2 separate regions of the Gossypium hirsutum genome follow, and region 2 is linked to region 1. The links are chromatin contacts, called in public Hi-C maps. All regions are on one chromosome and are shown on one strand. The core of a region is the stretch at or near the end of the contact, and the rest is flanking DNA. Distances in the headings are between cores, read along the strand shown. Region 1 has its middle 6.5 kb from the start of LOC121217575. Region 2 has its middle 13 kb from the start of LOC107952367.

Region 1 (6,340 bases), core at 77-2,576:
CCAACATTCATATATACTTAACTCCAAAGAACATAGCCTGTATTGTTCATCTAAGAAGTGATGATTGTAAGACCAATCATCAGCTCTTTTAAAGCCTTTCTGATTACTATAGATCTGTTGTATTCTAATTTGCACAAAGTGATCATTGTAATACACTAATCCTTAGTTACTTCCAATTTTTAACCGTATCATCTTTATATCTACTTGTTTTGAAGATGAAGATCAAGAAAGCTTTCCCTGAATATATATATATATATATGCTTTCTTTATCTTCATCTTCAAAACATCGTATGGTGTTATGATATCTTATTATAATTTATCTTCGGGTATCAGTGCACCAAGAATGTTAATATGCTATATATATTCTGAAGACAACAAGGTCATTGGAATATTTTTAACTATAATTTAAGGAAAGATAACATATGTCAGTTTGATCTAAAAGCCCTAAACAGATGAAAAGTTGTTACGTTGTAGATGAGATAGAGGGGGCCGACTGCAACTTGTTTTGGCTGCCAAACACAAGGCTGGCATAGAATTTCTCGAGACTTTTTTTGAAATGGTGGGCTTTGGAAGAGTATACAATTTATGGGTATCCCCCATTAATCCACCCCCATACCTTTTACATGCTTTCATTTTCTTCTTGTAACGAGTTTCTTTCTTTGCAAAATCTTGTATGTTTTTAACACTTGTCAGACATGTGAACGACTGAGACTTTCCCTCGAAATACTTTGAAAGTCCTCTCCTGCAACCAATCACTCAAGGTTAAGAAACTTTGAAATCTTCCCATTATTCTTCATGTTATATATAGATATGTAAATTTACTAACTTGATAGGAAGTTGAGCCATGAGTTGTGATAATTCATATAAAGGTCCTTTACAATTGGTGGACAAAATTGAAGTTGATGAAGAAGATGCATCATCTACCAGGTCTGAGGATGAAGATCAAGTTCTTGAATAGTCTTCCATGGATGATTTAGAAGTTGCAGTTTGATCACCATTTTCCATGTTCATCAACTCATCATCATCATAACCTGGAGAGTAGTCAAACATTTCTTTCTGATCATCTTCTTCACCATTTCTCATGACTACAGAAACAAGCATGAAGCGTAGAACTGAACAAGATTTAGATTTATATAATACCCAGGAAAAAGAACTTCAAATATATATATGTATATAAAAGAATAAATGGATTAGGCTTTTTTGAGGATAATGATTCCATGACAGCCAATACATCAATTCATTAATTAACTATTGGAATTAAAGATAAACTTTTGAAAAGAAGAGAAATAAATAATGTAAAGTGGGTTGGATGAAAATTGGGATGCACCTGGCTAGCTAGTTTGCTTAGATAGGTCATTGTCAAAATGTAATGCTGGCATATCCATACATTCGGCATTATCTTGTTATTTTATTTTTAAAAATTTTATCTGAATTTTAAATTAAATTTGAAAAAATAATAAAAAGAGGATAAGTTCGTCACCTTTCAATTTTAGAGCCCACTCAAAACCATTAACCACACACAATTTTATTTATTTTCAATTTATTCTCTCCATTTTATTATTAAAATCATGTCAACTTCAACCTCAATTATAATTATAGCATGCCCTAAAATAGCCTACAGCATTTCACCACAAAACCCCGTATTTGGATTACATTTTAGTGTTTTTTTTTTCTAATTAAAAACATACTAAATTAGTTAGACGAGAGAGTAAAACAATTTTTTCATTAAAACTTCACCGTTGAATATTTATTTTAATTTTTATATATAGTATATATAGCACACCAAACCCTATAATGACGAAAGAAGGATGTAACATTCCAAAATTTTTAGTTGGACACATGGTACTATTCCGATCAGTGAGAAATTTGAAAAATAAGTTGGATAAATGAATCTTAAAGAATCAAAGTTAATAATTGAGATGGATTTAACAAAAAGAAATTTAGAAGCGGAAATGTGATAAAAGGACTAAATCATAAATTTTGAAAATTTCAAGAACTAAAATGCAAAGTTAGCCAAAAAGGAAAATACAAGTTTTTATTGCCTATTTGAAATAAGGATAAATGGAATATGAATTACTTTGGTGAAAATCACTTTTGGGATTAAATTGAAAAGATTTGAAAGTACAAGGACTAAATTAAAAGTTTCCAAAATTCAGGGGCAAAACTATAACTCCAATCACACAAGGATTTATATTAAGATTTATATATGAATTAAGAAATTGGATTGGTCTAAGTGCCGAATTTTGAGAAGAAATTCTGAGAAAGGGTTAAAAGGGACAATGATGCGTGATATTCGTAACATGTTTTAAAGATTTATAAATAAAACGTTCTTGAGACTACTTATTATCACAATTGAGGCAAGTGTACCTATCAAACAGTAGTATAGTTCAGCAAGACCGGATTGTAGAACCCAAATGAACTACGAGTACTAGTATTTACTTCCTTTTTATTATCTTGCCTAAAATTTAATTAAGAGGTTTGGTTGTCTAAACTAATTACTAACTAAGAAAAACTTGGGAAAATACTTTTGGGGAAAATTTGATTGATTGAGACAATACCTAAGGACAAATCCACCTAGACTTGACTTGTTATTTGACTCTGAATTAGACAATTTATTAATTTGATTTGATCTGTAAAAATCCCTAAGTTATATTATTATCTCTCTCGAGATTAATAACGTCTAACCCTAAGTTGAATAATTGAAATCTCTTTCTAATTAACACCCTAGAATTGCATTAACTCGATCTATGGATTCCCTTATTAGGTTTCACCCTAATCCGAAAAAATCTTGTCACCCTATCTCTAGGCACGCAATAAACTCCGCTTAATTATGACAAATTTACTCTTAGATAAGGTTTATTCCTCCTCTAAATAAGAGCTTAACTTGAATCAATATCCTGGAATATCAAAACAAGAATTAAGAACACATAATTAAGAACAAGTTAAATATTTATCATACAATTCAGATAATAATAACAAGATCTGTCATAAGTTTCATTCCCCTTAGGTATTTAGGGGTTTAGTTCATACTTATGAGGGAAAACATCTCAAAAATATAAAAATAACAAAACATAAGAAAACCCAAAACTCCTGAAGGAACTTAGAGGGAGATCTCTAGTCTTGATGATGAATCCGGCTCTTGAGATGGATTAATCAGCTTCCCTTGAGTAATTCCTTGCTTTCTACCCTGCGTCCCCCCTCTTCTCCTCTTCTAGGGTGTATTCATAGGCTTTGGAATGCCTAAGAGCCCTCAAAAGTGGCCTTTTCTGAATAGGACTCTGCTTGGGCTCGGTAGGGACATGCCCGTGTGACACACCTGTGTGCAATTACTTCAGGCCATGGTCTAGGCTGTTAAATAGGCATGGGCGTGTGGTCTACCAGTGTGAGTCGTGCTTCAATTCTGCCAAATTGACACGGCTGTGTGGTCTACCAGTGTGAGGAAGCTCAGGCCGTATTGATTTCGTACATTGGCCTATTTTCTCCATTTTTGGCCCGTTTCTCGTTCCTTTCACTCTCCTATGCTCACCTAAGTATAAAACATGAAATTAAGGCATTAGGAGCATCGAATTCACCAAATTTAAGGATAAATCATCCATAAAATGTGCTAAGCATGGGATAGAAATATATATGAATTACGGTTTATCAAATACCCCCACACTTAAGCATTTTCTTGTCCTCAAGCAAAATCCTCAGCTCATAATTAAAATAAATTCTTCTCAACTTATAATTCTTATCAATAATATCTCAAACTAATCCATAGGTAATCATACATTGAAAATTCAACTGAAAGAACATCAAAGTTTCAAACATTCCAAGTTGAGCATCTTATCATGAAAACATAGGTGTCTCCCTTCATCTAAGTAATTACCTTTGATTCAAAATATCACAAAGTTTCACATCCTCACTAAAGATACACTCAAATCACTCGAAGTGTTTAAGGACAATAAATGAAGCACTCAATAGTTAATAATGAAAATTCGTTACCATAGGCTTGCATGAAAATCAAATCTCAACCACTATAAATTGAGATGAAACATCAATCAAAAAGGTCTTTAGAGGGTTGTAACGTGGCTTTGGTTAGAGGGTGTGGTCACAAACTGAAAGAAAGGATTAGAATCGAGATTGAATTGAAAAATTGCCTAACTAGAAAAATGACTAGTCATCAATTGCGTACAACAGAGCTTTTTCTCAGAATATGGAATTTAACTTCTTTAGCTCAGAAGATCGCTACTACTAATATGTATACAAGTAATTTTTTTTAAGAACAAGTCAAATTACAAAATAAAATAAAACATAGCTAAACAACTATTCCAACTCAAATCTCGACAAAAATAGGGATCAAATTAATTTAGGGGATTTCAACAATAATGAGTTATGGGTTAATATTGAGGGTAAATCAATGAATGGTTGTTAGGCTCAAAGGGGTTCACTAAGGGTTAATTATGAAGGTAGGTTTTTATGGAGTGAGTGGGTTAAACCTAAGTGCCTTTATCATTTTGACATATCAAATCAAATAGTATGGTCTTGACATGCATAATCAAGCAAGTTCTAGAATAACAATTCAATACTGACACACTCATAATGAAAGTGAGCATAAAAGAAATAATAGATGCTCTAAAGGCTCAAGATCTCACAAAAATTATGGCTTTTTGATGTTTAAACTTGAGAATTCCAACTCAAAATAATACCTAAACTTGGGGAAACAACCTAAAAGTTTTTAATTCTTCAAAAATCAACTTATCATGTTTGATTCCCTAATGTCTTAAAGTTTAAACAATCAATGCATAAATACCTATGTTTTAATTCAAGATATATCAATAAACATTATAAACTAATTGGAATTCATTCTAATAATGATATGGGAAGATCTCATGAGAATAAAACAAAATTTAGGGATTTTTCTAATATAAAAGACGCCCCCACACTTAAGATGTACATTGCCCTCAATGTATAAAGGTAGATATATTGAAAAAGATAGATTTATAATCATAAGATAGGGAGAGAAGTGAAACTTCCTGAATGATGAATGAATTCCTTGTACTGGAGTTTTGGAGAATAATCGACGTGAGAGTGGAGGAGGATACTCCGGTGTAGTAGAGTTTTATTAGTCCATAAGTCCTGCGCCAAAAGAATATTATATCTGGTGATAGCTATGGTCGTGGTCAAGCAGGACATGGCAGTCATGGAGAACCTTTCCTGGTGGAGTTTTTAGTTCCTATGTGATGATGAGCTGATGAGCTCTTTATAATTGTAACAGAATCAGGAACTTTTTAGGAAATATAAGGAAGCATAATTACTTGTAATGGAATAGCCGAAATTGATAATTGTAAAATAAAAATTTTAAAATCTAATAAAAATAACCTTAAAGAAAAATAAAAAGTAGTCTTAAAATAGAATAAAAATAAAAACATAAAATAATAAATAAAAGTTTTTAAACATCTTCATCGCTAGATGGTTCGCGAGGTGGGGGTGGCGATGAGATGTGGAAGTGCTGAGAAATCTACTGTAGAGTAGCATCAATGTTATTGAAGCGCTGAAAACACTATTGCTCGAACCGGGTAAGGCGCTCAAAGATGTCAGCGTATGAAGCCATCGCATGGACTGGACGAGAAGGAGGTGGTGGCTGAGACAGTGGGTCCTCGTGATGTGGAGGGACATCATTGGTAATGTCCTCAAGGTCTCCCTCCTCGGCTGATTGGGCGAGGCGATATTGAGAAGGGTGGGTTCCTGGGTGCTTTTCGATCATCCTCATACTAAGTATGCTCGAGATGCCTTGTGGGGACATCTGGCCAATAAGAGTAAGGGAGGACGATTGGGCTGATGTGTTGAGGAGCCCGAAGTGTCATGCTAGTCGAATCACGTAGGGGCCAATAGAGATTACCCCCTCCGATGCCGCTCCGTCTGGTGGCGAATGGCGAGGGCAATAAAGTAGGCGAGGTCGAGTACATGCCCATTTGCCATGCTCCATAGAAATTAGGCGTCATGAGTGTTGACGATGCCGGTGCTCTGTCGATGTCCTGTCAAAGTGTGTGCCAAGATGGCGTGTAGGTACCTCAATGAGGGAGAGAGAGCCGATGCCTTGGAGCGGCTCGGGTCGTAGGTGGCTGAACCGGGGACTAAGGCGTACCAGCACTTCGAAGGAGAGTAGTGGATGTGGCGATGGAGAGTGTCGAGGTCGCTCTCATCGATGAACTCCTCTGTGTACAGGCCCAAAGCTATACTGAACTCGGGCACACTCAACTTGCGGACTAAACCGCCGAGACGGAACTGGACTGTTCCAAGATCATCAAAGTTGGTCATGATGTCTTGAACATGGAATGTCGAGCAAAGTTCAAGTGTG
Region 2 (5,652 bases), core at 2,532-5,031, 81 kb before region 1:
ACACTCATAAACCACAAAATCATGAAATACCAAAAAGCATAAAACTCAAATCCATCCATCTAAGAAAAGAAGAACAATAGGAAAATATCAAACCATTTGTTCTCTAAACTTAAAATCACTAAAAAAAATCATAACTTCAATCAGTTGTAAAATAAAATTGTAACACCCCAAAACTGGCCTAGAAATTTTGGCCGAATTTCAGAGGTCACATTGATCACCGAAGTGATTGTAGAAAAATTTTAGTTTAACAAAGCGAAAAAAATTGCAGTATTTAATTTACGTAAAATTCTCAGTTATAAAATCCTAATATTTCAAAAGAAAATACAATCCCAATGACACTTACGTGCATAAAACACAAAATTTCGTACCATAGTTTTCAAAAAAGTACTTACAATTCATAGTGTTTAATTTATAAACTTAAAAATAATTAAAAATACTATTAAAGCCTATTTTTAACCGTGACTATCCGAGACCTTCACATACCGAGTCCAGCATCAGAATTCAAAAATGTACCTGCAAGGGGAAACACTATGGGGTGAGCTACATAAGCTCAGTGCGATTTCAAAACGTATCTAACAATGGAATTACAGATCAGAAACCAAACAGTAGTTCAATAATGAAAAGTACTTACAGAGATACGCAGAAACAGAAAACAAACTTGGAACCAACATCCCGAATAAACGTAACAGTCAAAGCACACCAACTCACACACAGAACACTCAACAGATAAACCCGTCAATTGGTCGATACAAAAATACTTATCATCACAATCCAAAATGTCACTACGCTAACACCTCAATGCATGCAAAATCAGTCATAAATGTTATGAAGAACAGACAGATTATAGTCAAATAGCTCACATCCATATGCATATGAATATAATTAAGTATTAAAAAAACCCACCCATCCGGCCAAAACACCCCTCCGTCCCCCTATTACACTCCAAAAGAGTTGTTTAAGCTCATCCAACCTAACACACCACATAGGACCTCGAATGACCCATCCAACCTTACACACCATGTATGTGGACTAAGCCACTCAGATAATAATACGCAACAAGGCTGGTGTATATGTAGTACAGTGCATTGCGGTAAACCACTATACAGACATATTATAGTTTAAACTGCCAGATCACATAATAGTACGCAACAAAGCTGACGTACATACGGTATAGTGCGATAAACCGCTGTACCGATAATTTTGCAGTTAAACTGCCAGATCAGATCAGAATTAGTCTTCCTTCTCTTCAAAACCAACCCAAAAATTTACTTTATGCAAGTGCATGTATGCTTACAACCTCACAGAAATAATGAACACATCGATAGACAATCAAACAAAAACAAACATGCATACACCCAGCTAACCGGGTTCAAAATCAGATATCTCGCACAACAGTCACAAATAACACATAAGCTGAAACCCAGATTAGAGTGTTAACAACCCTCACTAAATCTTAGCCAATGGCCAGAACACACAGACACATTTTCAGATAAAAAACATACACAGAACTAAAATTGGTGACTTAGGGCCACATGGCCATGTGCTTTGGCCATGTGGAAATGTCTCAGCCGTGTAGGGTCAACACGTCCATATGAGGGGGAGACATGCCCTGTGGGAGGAGGCACATACCTGTGTGAGCTAGTGACATGGCCATGTGACTCTCAGTCCAATTGTGCTTACCATGTAAGAGTCTCACACGATTGTGTGCCCACCAGACACAGTCGTATGTCTAACACACGCTCGTGTGAGATCTCTAAATCCCCAAATTAGCCACACGGTTGTGTGGCACTAAAACACCCAAACCCTAATTCCCAAATTCACATGCCTATGTGCCCAAGGGACACGATTGTGTGAATGTCGACTAATTTCCCCAAATTAGCCACACGGCTACATGGCCAGGCAGTATGGTAGCTAATCTTGCCTAAAAATCCTAATTCCTAATTCCACACGGCCGTATGAAAATGCACACGCCCGTTTGGCCACCCGTGTGGTCATGAAACCACACCGGAACAGGCCGAAATTGTCGTTTTAGCCATCAAATCAGTCCCTAACCTTTGCTATAACAAAACTATAACGAAATACGCAGTATTCTCCATAGTTCCTCAACAACTAAATACCCAAAATCAATGGTTTAGAGCACATACAAGAATTGTCAAATCAACAATTCACAAATAAATTAGATAAGGTTCGAATCCCGCACCTGATTCATAATCAAAATGCCTCGAGCTCAATCAACACACGTCGATAACCTCAATACGAATCTGAAGCTTTTTTCGACCAAAAAATATGTAAACGAACCGATGCAACAAAAACAATCCAAGAAGAAAATGAAAGAAAATTGATTGTGCGAAAAAGAATTAAGAAAAGAAGAAGAAGAAGAAGAGCAAAAGAAAAAAAAAGTGTGACGGAGGAAAAAGAGAACGTGAAAAATGAAAAAGAAAATTTTACTTCCTTTTCCCAAAATAATAAAAATACAATTAAAAATAAATAAGTAAATATTTTTAATTTAAAAAAAAATTGAAGTTGCATAAAAAAAATTTCTCAAAACACACACAAGGACTCGAACCCAATTTTCTGATCTAGCCACTAACCCTACTTATAAATCTCAAAACTCCTAACCCTAAAATTAGGGGTGTTACAAAAATAAACTTAAATTAAAATTTTATGAATTAGTCATTGAGTCAAAAAGAGAGAAAAAAGTTAGTATGAAAGTTTTTATGGAAAGATAGAAAAAAAACAATATACATCATAGACAAAAACCATTTTGATACTGGGACTTAGAACAACAATAGAAAGATAAGAAAATAGGTTTTATTTTTGTCAAGTCTATTTTTTGGACCTATATTTTTATTCAAACCCTTCCATTTTTTGAGTAAGGTTTCGAGCATGAACGAATAATCCGATCCATGATCAACTCCAATCTTGTACATGGACTCATCTTTAGTTAGGTTGATTTGTTTTTACTTTTGAAATAATAAATGTACATGTTTCTGGTAGACAAAAAAAAATCTTTAAAAAGCCCTCTAACATGTTTTTCTAGTTACAAATCAAAATAAAAATCATAAAAATATTGAATATTCAGGCATGGATTAAAAATTTTTAGTAAATAAAATAAATAATAATTTACCCAAATCAAATGTTTGAGAAAATACAAATAACTTATAAAACTTATGTGTAAAATCCTTGAGCCAATTTTATGATAAACAAATTTCACGGACTTAAATTATTAATAATAAAGTTAAATGGATTAAATTAAAGTTTTATAATGTATATGAAAATAGATGTTATGTTTGGTGATTTAATTTGTAAATTATTTGTTTTTTAAATATTAAATATGGTATCAAGGGTAGATCTTTATGGAGCTTAAGGGGCCTTGACTCTTCAAAATTTTGAGAAACTTTAATTTATTTAATTTTTTTTTGAACTTTTTAGATGACTTTAAGGCCTCTCAAAACTTAATCTCAAAAAATGCCATTGTATGACATATTGATTTGAATCCATATAAATGTAGAATTTTTTTTATTTCTCATGTTTCATTTTTTTTAAAGGAAAAACGACCCAAAGGTCAACCTTATCATTTTTTCTATAATATTTGCCATAAATCTCAATAACCCTATCCCTTTTTCACCGCCTGTTGTTGTGGTCCCAAAGATCTTTGACTTTTCTTTCATCATTAGTAAAAGTGGACCGACAAACCGACTCACCTTTGATGCCTTCAACCCCCCAATGATCCCGCCTAATATCAATCGTGACACCGTCGCCCACTTGCTATATAAAGCCGTCCTTTAACACTTCAATCGCCTTAGCAATACTCGCCCAGGTGAAAGACAGTTTATCACATTGTTTGTATCTGAACACGTCACCATCCGAGAAATATTTGGCACTTAACACTTTAAAACATAAAGCATCCTTTTGAGTCATAAGTCTCCAAACTTGTTTACCTAATAATGCCAAGTTAAACAGATGTAAATCTTGAAAGCCCATACCTCCCATTCCCTTTGGGTAACAAAGCCTATTCCAAGCCATCATAGCCCAGCCACGAGTCTTGTCATTATTAGTCCACCACATCCAATCCATTTGTGAATAAAGGTCCTCAATAATGCCTTTTGGGGCCAGAAAGACTGAGAAAGCATAAGTCGAAATAGCCTGAATAATGGCTTTCATGAAAACCTCTTTCCTTCCGTAAGATAGCTAGCGTTTTGACCAATGTTTATTCTGCAACTGCATTGATTAATAATGTTAGTAAAAGCTAATGATTTTTTTCTACTAACAGGTAACGGTAACCTTAGGTAGCTTATCAACAATACGCAAGCCAATCATAAAACTAAGTAGTTGCCTTTGGGCCAACGGGGTTTTCAGGCTAAACATAATCATAGATTTGTCCTTATTTACCTCTTGGCCCGAATCATAATTAAAATTTGCAATAATATTAACAATTCCTCCGCATCCCTTTTTCTATTACGAATAAAAAAAGAGTGCGTTGTTGACAAAAAAAAGATGATTAATACGAGACCCATTTATGCTAGCCTGAATTCCCTTAAGCATATTGTTTTTTTAGCACGAATTAACAGCTTTGAAAACGCTTCCATGCAAAATAAAAATAGGTAAGCAGAAAGAGGATCCCCTAATTGTCTCGGATAGGGTATAATTGCATTTGACAACATAATGGACCGATCGAATGCATCTCATTATTTTAGTCACCCAATCATTTGCGTAGCCCATTTTTTTCATACCTCTTCAATAAAAGTCCACTCCACCCGATCGTATGCTTTGCTCATATTAAGCTTAATTACAAAACCTTTGTTAGGCCCATTCTTTGCACTTTGGAGATAATGGACTAGCTCATGGGCAATTAAAATGTTGTCGTGGATCATCCTCCCCGGAACAAAGGTGCTCTGATTTTGGCTAATGCATAACGGGAGTGTCTCCTTCAGACGATTTGGAAGCAATTTGGCGACGATTTTGTACACTACCCTACAAAAACTGATCGGCCTAAAATTAGTCATATCCACATGCTCTTTAGTTTTAGGAATTAAAACAATAATAGTGTCATTTAAACAATCCACATTTTTCACACCCCTAAGAATATCATGACACAACTTAATAATATCCTCCCCCACCACTTCCCAGTTTTCTCTAAAAAATTCCCTGACAAACCGTCAATTCGCAGGGCTTTCCTAGGATCCATTTCACTAAAAGCTTCCTTAATTTCGTTATCTGTAAAATTCTTCAGCAGTCTGTCATTAACCTCCCTTGAAATACATCTCTCTACATAGTCAAGGTTTAGCACAGTATTAGAATTTAAATTTGACTAGAATAAATTTTGAAAATACTCACTGATCGCCTTACATATATCCGCTGTGTTCTCTCTCCAGTATCCATTCATATCTTTAGGTCTAGCAATGTTGTTGTTTTTTTCTTTCTATTCGTGGCTCTAATGTGAAAAAACCGAGTATTCTTGTCCCCCTCTAACCAATTGATCCTAGACCGTTGAGCCCAATACTTCTCCTTTTTATCCAACAGATTACCAAGCTTCAATCTCATAGCTTTAAGCTTTTTTCCCACGTAAATGCTACCCTGGCTATCAATGATTTTGTTTATATTCGCCTGCAGGGTACCAAACACATTTTAATATTATTATTATTGAAAATA

What was found. Hi-C and Micro-C count contacts between places; a contact is called where the count stands out from the background.
Region 2: a Hi-C map of leaf shows a contact between it and region 1, with 2.4 times the contacts expected there. The contact joins two enhancer-like sites. A contact is called at or near these places in 2 of 34 Hi-C or Micro-C datasets (callus and leaf).

Annotation. Positions count from the first base shown.
Region 1 is chrA02:83,176,372-83,182,711 of Gossypium_hirsutum_v2.1, reverse strand. No RefSeq gene overlaps it. Among protein-coding and RNA genes, the nearest start is that of LOC121217575, 6.5 kb to the right of the region's middle. Within about 2 kb of position 1,326, at least 6 of the 9 cell types and tissues checked have an H3K27ac peak or open chromatin away from gene starts, as enhancers often do. A contact at or near this core is called in leaf, where this site is marked.
Region 2 is chrA02:83,260,625-83,266,276 of Gossypium_hirsutum_v2.1, reverse strand. No RefSeq gene overlaps it. Among protein-coding and RNA genes, the nearest start is that of LOC107952367, 13 kb to the right of the region's middle. Within about 2 kb of position 3,781, at least 5 of the 9 cell types and tissues checked have an H3K27ac peak or open chromatin away from gene starts, as enhancers often do. A contact at or near this core is called in leaf, where this site is marked.